Linked DNA regions of Mus musculus: regions 2, 3, 4 and 5 are each linked to region 1. The links are chromatin contacts, called in public Hi-C and promoter capture Hi-C maps. All regions are on one chromosome and are shown on one strand. The core of a region is the stretch at or near the end of the contact, and the rest is flanking DNA. Distances in the headings are between cores, read along the strand shown.

Region 1 (2,702 bases), core at 99-2,598:
GCCTGGGCTATTTTTTCAGAAAGGTAGACCCTGGGAGAGTACGGCGGCAAGGCATTCAGAAGGCACACACTGAATAAGTAAGTGTGTTTCCTTGAGAATCTTAAATGCTCTGAAAAGTGTCGGCAAAGATTAGAGAAAGAGGAGCAGCACCTGCCTGGAGACAATGACATTTTCCCGTGAGCATTGGAGAGGCACCAGGAGCAATCAATTATAGTCAACAGAAAAACTAATCAATTTAAGGTGGCAGTGAAGAAAACACCCTTACCAAAACCACACTGCTGGCAACAATCTTATCTACTAATCCTCTAACCCCCTCCCCCAACACACACCAATATAAGGTGGGTGATGTGACCAAGAATTCCCCACAATCCCAACTGGCTCAAGGAAAAGTAATTTTCTATTGGTGACCCACAGGACTTTGGAAAGCTGGCATCCTTATGACCATTCTTAACCAGCAGCCATGGGTTATGATCCACACTTTGGGATGCTATGTATTTTAAAGCTCTTGGAGCAGTCCTCCGGAGCATCTTATAAGGACACTTATGCGCTTGCTGGAACACAGTAAGAAGCTGCACTCAAAACAGTTCAGCTCATCAGAATCACACCAGGTACAAACTTAGAATGAACCTGTGTATGAGTCTCCAACTTGGCAACAAAAGAGCCAAAGGCCAACAGAAGGAGGCAGCTCCTTGCACCGCTGCGCCAACCAGGGTCTAAGACTTCCAGAGTTTCATTCCCTTAGTATTATACGGAGTGGGGTGCGGTGAAAGACATACCACAGAGGCCATGTAAATTCAAAAATAAGAAACAGAAATAAAAAGCTGAGACGATGCCCTGGAGTCACTCAGCTAGGCCTGTCATCAGTTTCCCGAAGGGACCATCACACATGGGAGTCCTGTGTCCAAGCAACTGATCCCTCCACCTCCTTTGCTGAGGTAGTGGGTGGCAGGGCGAATGATGAGGAGAATTTGGATCTTAGCTTGCCACTGCCTAGCCCAAGTGTTGATGATAGTAGCATCTGCTCCGCAGGCTACGCGCAGGCAGAGGATGTGAGCGATCGTGGGAACGCACTAAGGGCTTGTCAGGCAGTAGATCCTATGATAGCTTTGGCTGTTTTTCCAATTCTGGAGGACAAGACACGAGACGGGCAGGAGGTGGGCTCGCAGCCCGGGCCTATGAGTTCCGGAAGGCCCAGTGGCCTTGCCTTAAATTCCCGCTCCGAGACCCAGAGAGAGGCAGGACAAGCAAACTTTGAGGACGTAGAGGTGGTCTGTCTCAAAGCCACGACTATCGCAGGGATCGCGACACTTACCATAGCTGCAGCAGCGGCGACCCACGGCCTCGGACGTGGCAGCTCAAAACGCTTCACTTCCGGTGCCGGCCCGCAGCCGGCAGGCTGTCACCCAGGATCTTCCGGTCAGCAACACACTCGACTCACACAAAGGTTCCGCGTCTTCTGGATCCTCGGCCCCGCCCTCCTGCAGTTCTGCCTTTATCTTGGCTACTGTTGGGCTCTGGTTGCTGTGGCGACCCTAATCCAGGGATTTTATGATTTGAAGCCGTCGCTAGCAGGTTTTTTATTTAGACTAAGTTTTTTCTGGTTCCTGAGATGCATACATAAAATGACTAGTCATTATAGCTTCACTCTCCTTTTCTGCGGGTTCCGGGTCCCACTGGCTTATCATGACCATCGTAGAGGTTAATTTCTCAAGTAGACTGGGCTAGTGCTTTGTTAGGTCTTGCTTAAGTTTCTTTCCATTTAATTTGATGTTGACTATTGGCTTGCTGTATATTGCCTTATTATGTTTAGGTATGGTCCTTGTATCCATAATCCCTTTAAGACTTTTAACATGAAGGGGTATTGGATATTGTTAAGGGCTTTTTCATCATCTAATGAGATGATCATGTGGGCTTTTTTCAGTTTGTTTATATGGTAAATTACGTTGATGGATAAAGCAATTCCACTAAATTCAGGGACAAGACAAGGCTGACCACTCTCTCACTATCTATTCAACATAGTACTTGAAGTTCTACCTAGAACAAAAAGACAATTAAATGAGATCAAGGGGATACAAATTGAAACGGAAGAAGTCAAAGCTTCATTGTTAGTTGATATGATAGTATACAAAAATGCACCAGCTTTCTTAAGGGATGGCAAGCAGAGAGTCTCAAGTCCCTGGGAGTCTGACTGTTTCAAGGGAGAACAACTGGAACCTCCCCAAACTCTTGTTTTTAGCTTTGGTGCTTACACAGCACTGAAAGGGGAACACAGAGCCCCAGGGCAGCTCCTCAGATGCACGTGGTCACATTTCCCCACCACACTTAGAAGCCAAGTGGCCCAGAGTAGAACCTCCACTCCCATTAGCTAAATCCTTTGCTGGGCAGTGGTGGCGCATGCCTTTAATCCCAGCACTTGGGAGGCAGAAGCAGGCAGATTTCTGAATTGAAGGCCAGCCTGGTCTACAGAGTGAGTTCCAGGACAGCCAGGGCTCTACAGAGAAACCCTGTCTTGAAAAAAAAAATCTTTCTGGTCGTATGTTGAAACTGGGATTGAATACCTTGGCTGAAGATAGCTACCAGCAAGATGCCAAGACTCAAGGAGTGTGAAGGCTTTTTGGAGAGGGGCCTGGAGAGTGGCAGCCTTATATCATGACACCGCCCTCACCCCTGGCTGTCACTATCACCACCACAGTGCCTTTGAG
Region 2 (2,702 bases), core at 96-2,595, 1.9 Mb after region 1:
GCCCTTGAAGTGATAAGAGTAAAACCAAACCAAAAGAACCTCAGTGGTTTTCAGTGGTTCACAGCACCAAAGATTTGGACACTGCTCCTGATGTCTTCACTTCCAAATAGCCACTTCAGCATAAGCCTTAATCGAAGGAGCTATTTTAGAAGAAGAATGTTCACAGGGCTGCAGACGTCTTAACAAAGCTGCAACCTGGGGACTCTGTCCAAAGAAAAGAGTCTACTACATAAATAGGGTTAATTAAAAATACTTTCATGCTACACTTCTTCAGGTGCTTTCTATAATCTGCCAATTTCTGTCTGTTTGGGGAATGTGTTAACCTTAGAAATAGCTGCAAGAGTATCTCCAAATAGGAACCAGTGATCAAGCAAGCACAAAACATTTTCTATCAATTACCAAAACTGGTTAGCAAGACTTAACAAGGTAAATTTTGTTCACTACCATAGCGGGAGGGGAGCAAAGCAGTAACCAGCAAGAACTAAACATTCACAACATGAAGTTAATTAATAAATGAACTAGTTCATTACTATCCATCACACAGACCCTTCACAAGCGATCAATTTTTCCTTTTGAACCCTGACGTCTGTCTTCCTGCACCCCACATTTACTAGCTGCTCCCCCAAATCATCCCAACTCCCGCAGGCTATGCCTCTGAGCCTTGGTGCCAGCTGTTCCCTCCGCCGACAATGTCCTCCCCTCTGCCTCACCTGGCGGAACAGTCCTTCAAACTCCGCGCAGAAGCAAGCAAGGAACCTCAGGGCTTCTCGACTCTGCACCTAACTGTTCTAAATCCCAAGAACACTTGGGAAAACAAGCCTTATCACCTCCGGTTGTTTTCACGCCCCAGGAGCTGAGTCTCCAACGACCCCACAGGACGCATTGCAGGCATTCAGACGTGCCCTGAATTCATTCCCCACTTCTATACACAGACCTGGCCCATTCCCCAGGACCCAGTTACGTCTCAACCGGGAAAGAAGAGATTCGACTGTCCCTCCTAACAAAGAATGAAAACCAGAGGCACACCCTGGGCCCTGGAGAGAGAACAATGAATGAACACGGTCACCTCGTTTGTGTCCCAACTCTGCATCCATGCACCGGCTCTGCAAAAGCCTGGGAGGTTGTCGCTTCACACAAAAGGCAGCCTGGCTCCCGATCGCGAGCATCCCGGGCCACCCATTTGGAAGCCCCAGGCGAGGTCGCAAGCCTTTGAGGCGGGACCCTGACCGGTTTCTCTCGCTGCCTTCCCCGATTCCTCTTGTCTTCCCTAAAAGGGTGTCACTTAAGCGAAGCAGCCCGAGAGGAGGTGCAAGGCCGGGCTCCCCCCACTTCTGCAGCCCGAGAGAAAAAAGAACGAGCCCATCCCAGTGACAACACAGTCACTGGGCAGCTCTGGGAGGATTTTTTTTCCCCCATTGCCAAAATATGAGGAATGCTCGCTGGGCACCGGAGTGGCGCTGGCACGTTTCCGAGAAACACTGGGAAATCTGAGCAGGGGTGTGGAAACTGGCTCGCCGGCCATGACACCCGGCCCGCGCCCGGCCCGCCACCAGGATGACAGCGGCCTGGCCGACCCTGCGCCCCACGGTCGCACCGTCAGCCCTGTGGCCTACCTGAGGGAGCCGGGCAGTGCCGGGTCCCGTCGTGCAGCGGCAGCGGTGGTTGAGAGAACGCGTTGGTTGCGGTCACATTCGGCGTGTCCCCAGCCCGGGGGACGGGGCCCCGGGGAGGCCCCGCATCGCTGCACTAGCGCCCCGCGCCTCAGGGCACGCGCCCCAAAGCTCGGCCAGCTGGCCCGTCCGAGGGCCTGCGGAGAACAACAGAGAAGCCTTCCCGCCTCAAGTCCGCTCGGCTCTAACTCCCGCCATCCAAGATGGCGGCACCAGCACCCGCGAAGAAGACGCTCTCAGGCTATCCCGGGCGAGCTAGCCCTGCGCTCGACACTCGTCTCCACGACCTGCGGCGCCGCCGGGCTCACTGCCTCTGCGCGAGCTCCTGGGCTCGGCAGTCCGCTTAAAACTCGGCTCGGGGATCTATCGCTCGAGCCTGGAATGTGGCCCCGCCTCCGGGGGCGTGGCCTCGCGGTCCTGCGGCCGCCATTTCGGGGTTGACTCCGTGGTAGCAGAGTGACTGTTTCTGGTTGGAGGCCAGTGGTATTGGGCTGCAGCCGCGGTCCGGCCACCCGCGAGGCCCTCAGCGGGCCAGACGCGCCTGGTGACACACGGCACAGGGCTCCAGCTCTGGTGCTTCCTCTCCGAAGTTGACATCCGTGGAGAATGGCGGCCTAGGGGTTTTGTGGGAAAGCCCTCATGCTATGTGAAACCTCAGGTTCCTCATTTGTAGATGGAGTGTTCGCTGTAGTACACCAAGTTGACCAAAAACTAAAAGTATGGTGTTGCACACCTGTAATGCCAGCGCTTGGAAAGTGAGGGCAAGAGGGTCGGGAGTTCACGGTCATATGAGCTGCATGAGACCCTGTCTCAAAAAAGAAAAAAAAATTAAAATTGATGCGACAATATGGCCCACCGTAAACTGAAGCCTGTTGTGCGTCTTCGTACAGCCCCCGTGGAATAGACACCTGGAGGGCAATGTGTATTGTCAATTGTGCTTTTTTTTTTTTTTCCCCTCTTTGAAATAGGTTCTCAATTTTATTTATTTATTGTGGTTTTTCGAGACAGGGTTTCTTTGTCTAACAGCCCTGT
Region 3 (2,702 bases), core at 70-2,569, 1.6 Mb after region 1:
CCCGTCGCACTCAGAGCGGCAGCCGCCTGGGGCGCTCGGGTCGGGTCGGCCTCACCGACGCACAGCACCCGCCAAGCCGCCGCCTCAGGTCAGAGTCGCCCCGGGCCACGCGGCCCGCCGGAGGGACGCGGAAGAAGAGACCTGGGGCGCTGCGCTGGGGTATTGGGTCGCGCGCAGCCTGAGGGGACCGAGTGTGACGACAAGGTGACCGGGCTGAGGGGACGGGCTGAGGAGAAGTCACACTCTGACAGGAGCCTGTGAGACCAACAGCCTGACGGGGTCTCGGTTGAGGGGACGCGGGCTGAGAAGTCACGTTCTGACAGGACTGTGTGACAGACAAGGTGAGGGGGGGTCTCGGCTTGTGGGGTCTGGATCTGACTGGCTAGGTGACTGGGTCTCCGCTGAGGGGACTCGGGATGAGAAGTCACATTCTGACAGGGCTGCGTAACTGACAGCCTAACCCTGTCTCGACTAGAGGGGATACGGGCTGGAAAGCCACACTCCGACAGGACGGAGAGTGACCAAGTGACAGAATCTTGACTCAAGGGACCCCGGCTGAGGAGAAGGCAAACTCTTGACAGGACCGAATGTGACAGACAAGGTGACAGAGTCTGGGTCTGAGGGGATCGCGCGGGCTGAGGAGAAGTCACACAAGAGAAGAGCGAGAGAGTGATAGCGGGGCGGGGTCGCGGACTCAGGGACAGAGTGAGGGGTCTCGGCTGAGGACCGGTCACCCTCCTGGAGAGCCGAGTGTGACTGACAGGGTGACTGTCCTCGTGAGGGGCACCGGCACGGTGCGGAGGGCCACAGTGCTTCCCTGAGAGGGTGCGCAGGCAGGCATGTGTGTGAGCGCGGAACAGGGTTGCCCCTGTTCCAGACCCTGACAGGAAAGCCAGGTCTCCAGAACTACCGCGTTGGGGACCGCATTGTGCGGATCCTGGTGACAGATTTAGAGAGGGGCTCGCCAGCAGCCACCGGTCGCCCTGAGGCTCTAGGGGTCGGAGGGTGGGGAGGAGGATGCGCCCGTGATCACGGAGGCGATTTGGCCCACGGCCCCCTGCCCGGGGCTCACCAGGTGTGAGGAAAGCGGGGTCACTGTCGCCAAGGCCCCGCCCCGCCAGTGCCCCTCTTCAATCTAAGCAGGGGGCGAGCACAGGGCCCGGCTCACGGGAGTAGGCAGCCCTCGTGCTGGGGGCGGAAGGTGGGTGTGTGGCTCCCGGTGCTTTATGGCTTGGGATTGGGGAGGAGCCTAAGGTGAGGAGGCAGAAACTGGGAGTAGCCTGGGCTGCTTTTATATAAGGGACGCGAGGAGGTCAAGAAGGGGCCTGGACCTCTGCTGGGGATCTGAAGGCTGCAGCGCTAAATTCTTCTTAACTCCCATTGAGTAGGTGAGTGGCCCCATCGTCATCACGTTTTTGTTGGTGTGTGTAGTGAAGTGGCCAAACTGCCCCCAAGTTCTTACACATCAGGATGGTCTGGCTGTGTTCTTGTACTGTTAAGAATCTGCTTTGCTTCTGATGCTAATAGGGGGGAGGTCGTGCCATTTATTTCAGAAGGGAAAAAAGAAAAGTTAAGTTTTCTGTGAGGAAGAGGCTAAAAGGTGTCCCTTTTTAGCAGGATGAAGGACAAAAATGTAAAATTAAATGATCATTTGAAAACAAAACCAGATGAACCAAGTTGTAGGATAGCTAACAGTTGGAAAGCCTCTTGATTTGGAGTTCATTATTGTAATGTCAACTCTTTATTATCATGCACGAAGCAAATTGTTAACTGGAGTTATTAAATGAATAACTTAGTCTTGGACTTGGGCAGGTCTTCCAAAGATATCAGGTGCTCTGTGGGAGTCTTCCTGTCGTCCATAGCTAAGTGATCAATTGCTGACTAAAAATGTAACTAACTCCAGGTGCTCTGTGATTTAAAACCTGGCTAGGGTAGGAACGGATATACGCTATGACTACTCAAAGAGATAGTTCTCTTGCAAGTTTGACAGAAGCACTCATAGATACTACGAGCATTTGGAGCAGCATTTCAGAAGATTGGGTTTCAACTTTAAAATAAGTTCTCTGTTGTCTTATCTTCAACCACATTTGCTCTAAAGTAAATGTCCGAAATATTAATTTTAATATATGAACATTTTAACTCAGTGTCATGCCTTAGTTGGAGTGAAACATATTATAAAGCCCTCGATTTTTATTTTACTGTGTGTTTTGTGTAAATTTGCTCACTCCAGTGCTACTTCATATTTAATTTGCTGAGAACTATATCTTCAGTGAGAAGATCTAAGGAGCAACTGGTGGTCACCTCACGCTTTTGCAGCTCACTAGAAGGGAAAAGATTGTTGACAGTTTTCTTTTTAAGGAAAAAAATCTTTTTCATATGTAAAAGTTTCAAACTCTTCAAACTGTTGAAGAACAATGGCGCCGGTGAAGTCTGAAGTTCTTGATGCCTCTAGGCCGAAGAGTTTTTTGATGCTGTTTCCTCGGTCTTTTATATTTCAAAGATTATAAGTTCTTCTAAACACATTAGAACTAAAAGACCTGGAAACATTATACACATCAATACTTAAGACTACTTTGATATTTTTTGTGATAACTATTTTTTAATAATTAAGTATATTTCCTTTAAAGGAGCTGGTTTTCCTAACATTCATGTCACTACATCTTTCAGAATCACTTTAACAGAAAAGGGCAAATTACACTTTA
Region 4 (2,702 bases), core at 118-2,617, 1.3 Mb after region 1:
GTTTCTGTCTCCCTAAAGCTGGGATTACAAGTGGGTACACCACAATGCCTGACTGAAGGATGATTGTAAAAAAAAAAATGTATAATTATGATAATCTATATGAAGTAACTGGACAGCTCACAATTTCTCATATGCCCATGATCCATACTTTCCCATTTGTTAGAGAAAATCGGTAGGATGTAGAAGAAATTCAAGAAACACCAGGTGAATTTTAACTGGAAGAAAGACCTGGCCAGGAGCTAGACCCAGGATGCCCTACTGTACAGTGACTGAGACTCCGTACTCTGGAGTAACAAGCCTCAATCCTAACTAGATTCCTGTTCAATGTGCTGACCTGAATAAATGTGCTACCTGCCTGGGCCCTACACCCAGTCCATCAACTTCCTGAAGCCCACGGATCATTCCGTATTTTCTCCTTATCTTTCGATGGGATTTTCAAAGTTAGCTTCCAATTAGTCACCTGGGATGTTTTACACACTGCTAAAGTCCTAGGCCAATGAAATCAATCCCTGCAGACAAAACCAGTCTTTGTATTGCTAAAAAGCTATGGAAAACTCCAATGACAAAGGCTGAAAACACTTAAGTAGGACCTGCTACTTTGTTTTTTCCCCCTTCCCACTACATCTCTGCAATGCCACCACCTCTTCCTCATCACTCCCAACTTAGATTGGAGACAGACTACTCATGCCTCACTTATCCTATCAGCTCAGGCTGGTGATGGATCGGCATATAATAGCACTTGCTGCCAAACCAGATAAACTGAGTTCAACCTACCACGACCCACGTGGTGCAAGGAGAGAAACAACTCCCTCAAGTCGTCCTGTGACCTTCAAGTGTGCGCAGAAGTACAGGTGCGCTTGCTATATAATCACTAAGTAAATGTAAACATATAGATTTGCCTGGCGTGACAACACGAGCCTTTTAATTCCAGTACTGTGAGTTCGAGGGCAGCCTTCAGCCAACCCTGACCAGGGAAATCCAAATTCCGCTCACACCGAAGGACACTTTGCTAGGATGAACATTTCAACAATTGGCTCTTGGCGTGTCCGGGCTCCGCAGGAATGAAAGGCATGCGAGGAACGGCGAGGGCGAACAGGTGCCAGGCATGGGACTGGTCGGGGAACTAGGGGGCCTCCGACTCACCTCCTGGTGGGCACTGGGTCCTGCCTGGCGATACACCGCGGAGCCGTAGGCGAAGGCCAAACTCAGGTCCTCCGGGAAGTGAGCCAGGATCCTGCGCAGGCCCACGCCCGAGCTGTGCAGCGCCTGCAGCGCCATGGGCGGGCTGGCCCGCCGGTGGGACAGACGGTGCTGTGCCGACCCTGTGCTCGCAATTCCCGGTCGTGCGGACCGCGCTTCCGCCCGGTCCCGCCCCTCCACGCACGCGCGCTTCAGAGCGGGCAGCTGGCAACCTGCGGGGAGGCCGAGGCTCCGTAGCGCCCTCTAGCCGGCGGAGGAGCACATTACATGTCTATCCTGTGACAACCTGCTATAGAGCCTAGCAAATCCTTTGTAGCACTAAAACTACGAATGGTTATTAAACCATTTAATTAATTAAATCATCCTTATATTGATTTTCTTTTTGCTTTTTGTTTTTTTTTTTGAGATAGGGTTTCTCTGTGTATCCCTGTCTGTCCTGGACTAACTCTGTAGACCAGGCTGGCCTCAAAGCATTCAGACAGGGTTTCACTGTGCAACAGCCCTGGAATTTGCTATATAGACAAAGCTGGCCTCGAACTCACAGCCATCCACCTGCCTCTGTCTCCAAAGGGCTAAGATGAAAGCATGAACTACCTCATTCACAACCTTGTGGAGCTATCACCTCTAGTGCCAAGTTGTAGGAGCATTTGAAGATTTAGAAAAACAAAAGAAATGTAAAACATGCCGGCCCAGGGGATTGTGATTGCTAGAAACTGACTGTGGTTTCTTCATGTTAAAGGTCTTTTTCAAGTCTGATAATAAATAAATGTTCCATAAAAGGAAACATATTGTATAAATATTCCCTCACATTTGCATTCAATTTTAGAGTCAGAGAAGTCTTCTTGCCCCTTCAGGGATGGTGTCTTAGTCAGGGTTTCTATTCCTGCACAAACATCATGACCAAGAAGCAAGTTGGGGAGGAAAGGGTTTATTCAGCTTACATTTCCACATTGCTGCTCATCACCAAGGAAGTCAGGACTGGAGCTCAAGCAGGTCAGAAAGCAGGAGCTGATGCAGAGGCCATGGAGGGATGTTCTTTACTGGCTTGCTTCCCCTGGCTTGCTCAGTTTGCTCTCTTATAGAATACAAGACTACCAGCCCAGAGATGGTCTGACCAATAAGGGGCCTTTCCCCCTTGATCACTAATTGAGAAAATGCCTTACAGTTGGATCTCATGGAGGCATTTCCTCAACTGAAGCTCCTTTCTCTGTGATAACTCCAGCTGTGTCAAGTTGACACAAAACTAGCCAGTACAATTGACCCCTTGTCAACCTGATACACAAACACATCACTAGTAAGCCTCAACCCTTACATTCTTATTCATCCCCAAGATCTAAATAACTTTAAAAGTCCCACAGTCTTTACATATTCTTTTTTTTGGGGGGGGGCTTGTTTAAACACTTTATTCAGAGGCTTGGGGAAAGATGGTAGAACACGCTGTCTGCTGTCCTGCGCGGGGCAGACCTTAGAGCAGTCCCGGTCGCTAAGAGCGTCTTTACATA
Region 5 (2,702 bases), core at 66-2,565, 1.0 Mb before region 1:
GGCTAGCCTGGTCTACAGAGCTAGTTCTGGGATAGGCAGGGATTCAACAAAGGAGGCCTGTCTCAAAAAACAACACACACACACAAAATAAAACAAACAATAATCAGTTGTGGAAGGGAAATGTTCAGGTTGTAATAGATGCATTGTTTGTAAGAACAGAAGGAAAAAGCCTGCACTCAGAGGACAGAGCTAGTTACGGGACAGCCAAGGATATCCAAAAAAACCCCTGTCTCAAAAAACAACAATTATAAAAGCAAAGAATAACCAACTGTCATAGGGAAACCGTCTAGGTTATAACAGATACAACGTAAGCCTGCTGCACTCAGCAGACAGAGGCAGGAGGGCTACCCAATCTTGGTAGAAAACAAACATCAAAACAAAAAACATCCACCGGATGGGCAGAGGTGGCACACATCTTTAATCCCAGCACTTGGGAGGCAGAGGCAGACAAGCAGATCTCGCTGAGTTCAAGGCCAGCCTGGTCCTACAAGAGCAAGGCTACACAAAGAAACCCTGTCTCAAAAACAATCAAACAAACAAACAACACATCCTACTAAATGTTATTTAAGGGAGATAATTCAGTATGCAATAATTCCTTAAAAGGAAAGGCTAAGCGCTGGGTCTAGGTCCTGGTCTCTCTTTTAAAAAGATGTGAGCCAGGGGCTACAGGGTATGACCTCGTCTCCTAAATTAATAAAATAAATAAAAGTTAAATAAAGAGAGATGCGTCATTATTGAGTCATGGAGGGCACATTAGGCAGGGAAGCCGGATGCAGTGTGTTAAGAACGTGGAGGACTTCTGGACCACAGCCAGAAATGGAAAACCATGATAAGCGGACCCTCTGCTATACTGCTTGATTATAAAATGTCATCCGATGCAACGTCCACACAAATCACGAGTGGTGTCACTGTTAACACAGGAGTCCTCGTAGGATGTGATGTCACCATCGTTGACACTACTTTACGGGGAGACGCGGTGATAGTGACAGAAACCCAAAACATCCGGTTCGTTAGGGCGGCGACCTAAGGCTGACTGCGCAGGGCCGCGGCGCGTTCCCGGACCGTCTCGGGGGTTGGAAACTGAGGACCGGCGTCGCGAGGCCAGGTTAGGGCCGAGGCGGCGGCGCGCGGACCGGGGTGCCTGTTCGCACCGACGACGTCCGCGCCCCGGCCTTCCCCCGACACTCACCTTCATCACCGCCAACCCCGGAGGCCATCGCGGCTCGGCCAGGACCTCCATGGCCGCACCTGATGAGACCGCCAGCTACCGGCCCGCCACGCAGCTCCTCTACTCGAAATTCCCCGCGCTACACCGTACGTCAGCTACGTGCGGCGCGCTCGCGGCGAGCGCACGGCATGCTGGGAGCTGTAGTTCTTGTGCGTTGGACGTTAGCGGCTTCGGAAGACCGAAGGGGAAAAAGTGAGACATTCCAGGGCGTAGCCTGGAGCGATGCAGGCGTTTGGACCTCTTGGATCCCGAGAGACAAGAAGATAAGTGAAAGATTAAAAGCAGCTTTAATCTGTCTTATAAAATGAATAAACAAAAGATTCCGGAAGGTGATTGAATATTAGGAAAAAGAAACCAAATGAAGCCTAAGCCTTGGTAGAGAGTTCAAGATCTAGGCTCAGGTCTTCCCTCTTCAGGTAGTAATCTCTGGTTGCTTTAGAGATCTGTCTTGCTCCTTGAAAATATCTAAAGTTACACTTCTGTCTCAACTCCTCTTTCTGTAAGCATCCACGAGAGCCACATAGAGCCTCTGTTCTTCAAAGGTAACCACGGCTAATATTGGCACTTAGTTCTCAGATAGTCCCCATGTATAAAAGGACCAGTGTTAGCAAAGAGTGTTATTAAATCAGTTTAACAGGAACCCACATTCTTTTTTATCAAATTACTCCATCTACTTGAGAGGCTCCTCACCCTCTTCCATCTCCCAGGTGACGCCTTATCTCCCGGACCTGTCTCCAGAAAGGTTCCTTTTAGGCTCATTTAACCAGAGCTCCATTATCTGGATGTGGAACGCTGACCAACACACAGCCAGCCTGGCTACTCAGTTCAGCACTCATCTTCTGCCTTCTGTGGGCCTCCGCTGTACTAGGTCTCAGGGGCCACAAGTTGGTCCAGATGACTCGCAAGACAGAATCCCGAAGCTTGCGGTATCACTGATACCCCGGTGGCCCACACATTCACCGATTCAACATGTATGTTTTGAAGACTTACAATGGACCAGGCATGTGAGCTCTCCTGGAAAGTAGGGGGAGAGATGTGGCTGTTACAGACACTTTACAGGTGTGAAGACTAAAACCCAGCAGGTTAGGAATTCATTCTTTTGAGTTTTTATCATAAAATAATCCCTGTAATCTGAGCCAATTAATTTTTCCTAGCCTACAGTCACAGATGAACTGTGCAACACCAACACAAACAACATTTAGGTGATAGTTTACTTATTACAGTAATAGCTAACACATATTAGACCACCTGTATTCAAAGCACTCCTGTGGCTTTGGGTTGTTTTGTTTTGTTTTGTTTTTGCATCATGCACTTACTTGGTTTACTCATTATTCAAAGGAAAGAAAAATGGGTAATTGGTGCAGAGCATTCTGCAGCTAAGTAGAAGCAGGGCTTGAACTCAGGATGTTGGGCTTTTGAGCATATAAACTACCACAGAATCGTCTCATAAGAGTCTGTCTGGTCAAGACAGTTC

The links. Promoter capture Hi-C pulls out the DNA fragments that hold promoters and counts their contacts. Hi-C and Micro-C count contacts between places; a contact is called where the count stands out from the background.
Region 2: a contact with region 1 is called in a promoter capture Hi-C map of pre-B cells, with 4 times the contacts expected there. The contact joins the promoter of D830050J10Rik here to the promoter of Sec13 in region 1. A contact is called at or near these places in 4 of 39 promoter capture datasets (hippocampal neurons, liver, pre-B cells and 1 more).
Region 3: a promoter capture Hi-C map of liver shows a contact between it and region 1, with 5 times the contacts expected there. The contact joins the promoter of Pparg here to the promoter of Sec13 in region 1. A contact is called at or near these places in 2 of 39 promoter capture datasets (both in liver).
Region 4: a Hi-C map of B cells shows a contact between it and region 1, with 8 read pairs. The contact joins the promoter of Tamm41 here to the promoter of Sec13 in region 1. A contact is called at or near these places in 2 of 39 promoter capture datasets (liver and pre-B cells), 1 of 484 Hi-C or Micro-C datasets (B cells), 1 of 115 datasets of contacts at active chromatin or transcription factors (embryonic stem cells) and 1 of 9 other capture datasets (embryonic stem cells).
Region 5: a promoter capture Hi-C map of pre-B cells shows a contact between it and region 1, with 8 times the contacts expected there. The contact joins the promoter of Rad18 here to the promoter of Sec13 in region 1. A contact is called at or near these places in 3 of 39 promoter capture datasets (liver, neutrophils and pre-B cells), 5 of 484 Hi-C or Micro-C datasets (B cells, CD4 T cells, CD8 T cells and 1 more) and 2 of 9 other capture datasets (adipose tissue and liver).

Annotation. Positions count from the first base shown.
Region 1 is chr6:113,739,333-113,742,034 of GRCm38.p6, forward strand. It overlaps Sec13 (SEC13 homolog, nuclear pore and COPII coat complex component), which reads right to left and starts at 1,349. Exons shown (of 9, transcript NM_024206.4): 1 at 1,313-1,349. The coding sequence starts at 1,315.
Region 2 is chr6:115,674,623-115,677,324 of GRCm38.p6, forward strand. It overlaps D830050J10Rik (RIKEN cDNA D830050J10 gene), which reads left to right and starts at 1,346. Exons shown (of 1, transcript NR_152134.1): 1 at 1,346-2,702. Raf1 (v-raf-leukemia viral oncogene 1) reads right to left here and starts at 2,013. Exons shown (of 17, transcript NM_029780.4): 1 at 1,614-2,013.
Region 3 is chr6:115,361,030-115,363,731 of GRCm38.p6, forward strand. It overlaps Pparg (peroxisome proliferator activated receptor gamma), which reads left to right and starts at 1,320. Exons shown (of 8, transcript NM_001308354.1): 1 at 1,320-1,388.
Region 4 is chr6:115,036,507-115,039,208 of GRCm38.p6, forward strand. It overlaps Tamm41 (TAM41 mitochondrial translocator assembly and maintenance homolog), which reads right to left and starts at 1,368. Exons shown (of 8, transcript NM_026894.1): 1 at 1,144-1,368. The coding sequence starts at 1,278.
Region 5 is chr6:112,695,355-112,698,056 of GRCm38.p6, forward strand. It overlaps Rad18 (RAD18 E3 ubiquitin protein ligase), which reads right to left and starts at 1,316. Exons shown (of 12, transcript NM_021385.2): 1 at 1,190-1,316. The coding sequence starts at 1,240. Gm35824 (a long non-coding RNA gene) reads left to right here and starts at 1,314. Exons shown (of 2, transcript XR_377964.4): 1 at 1,314-2,702.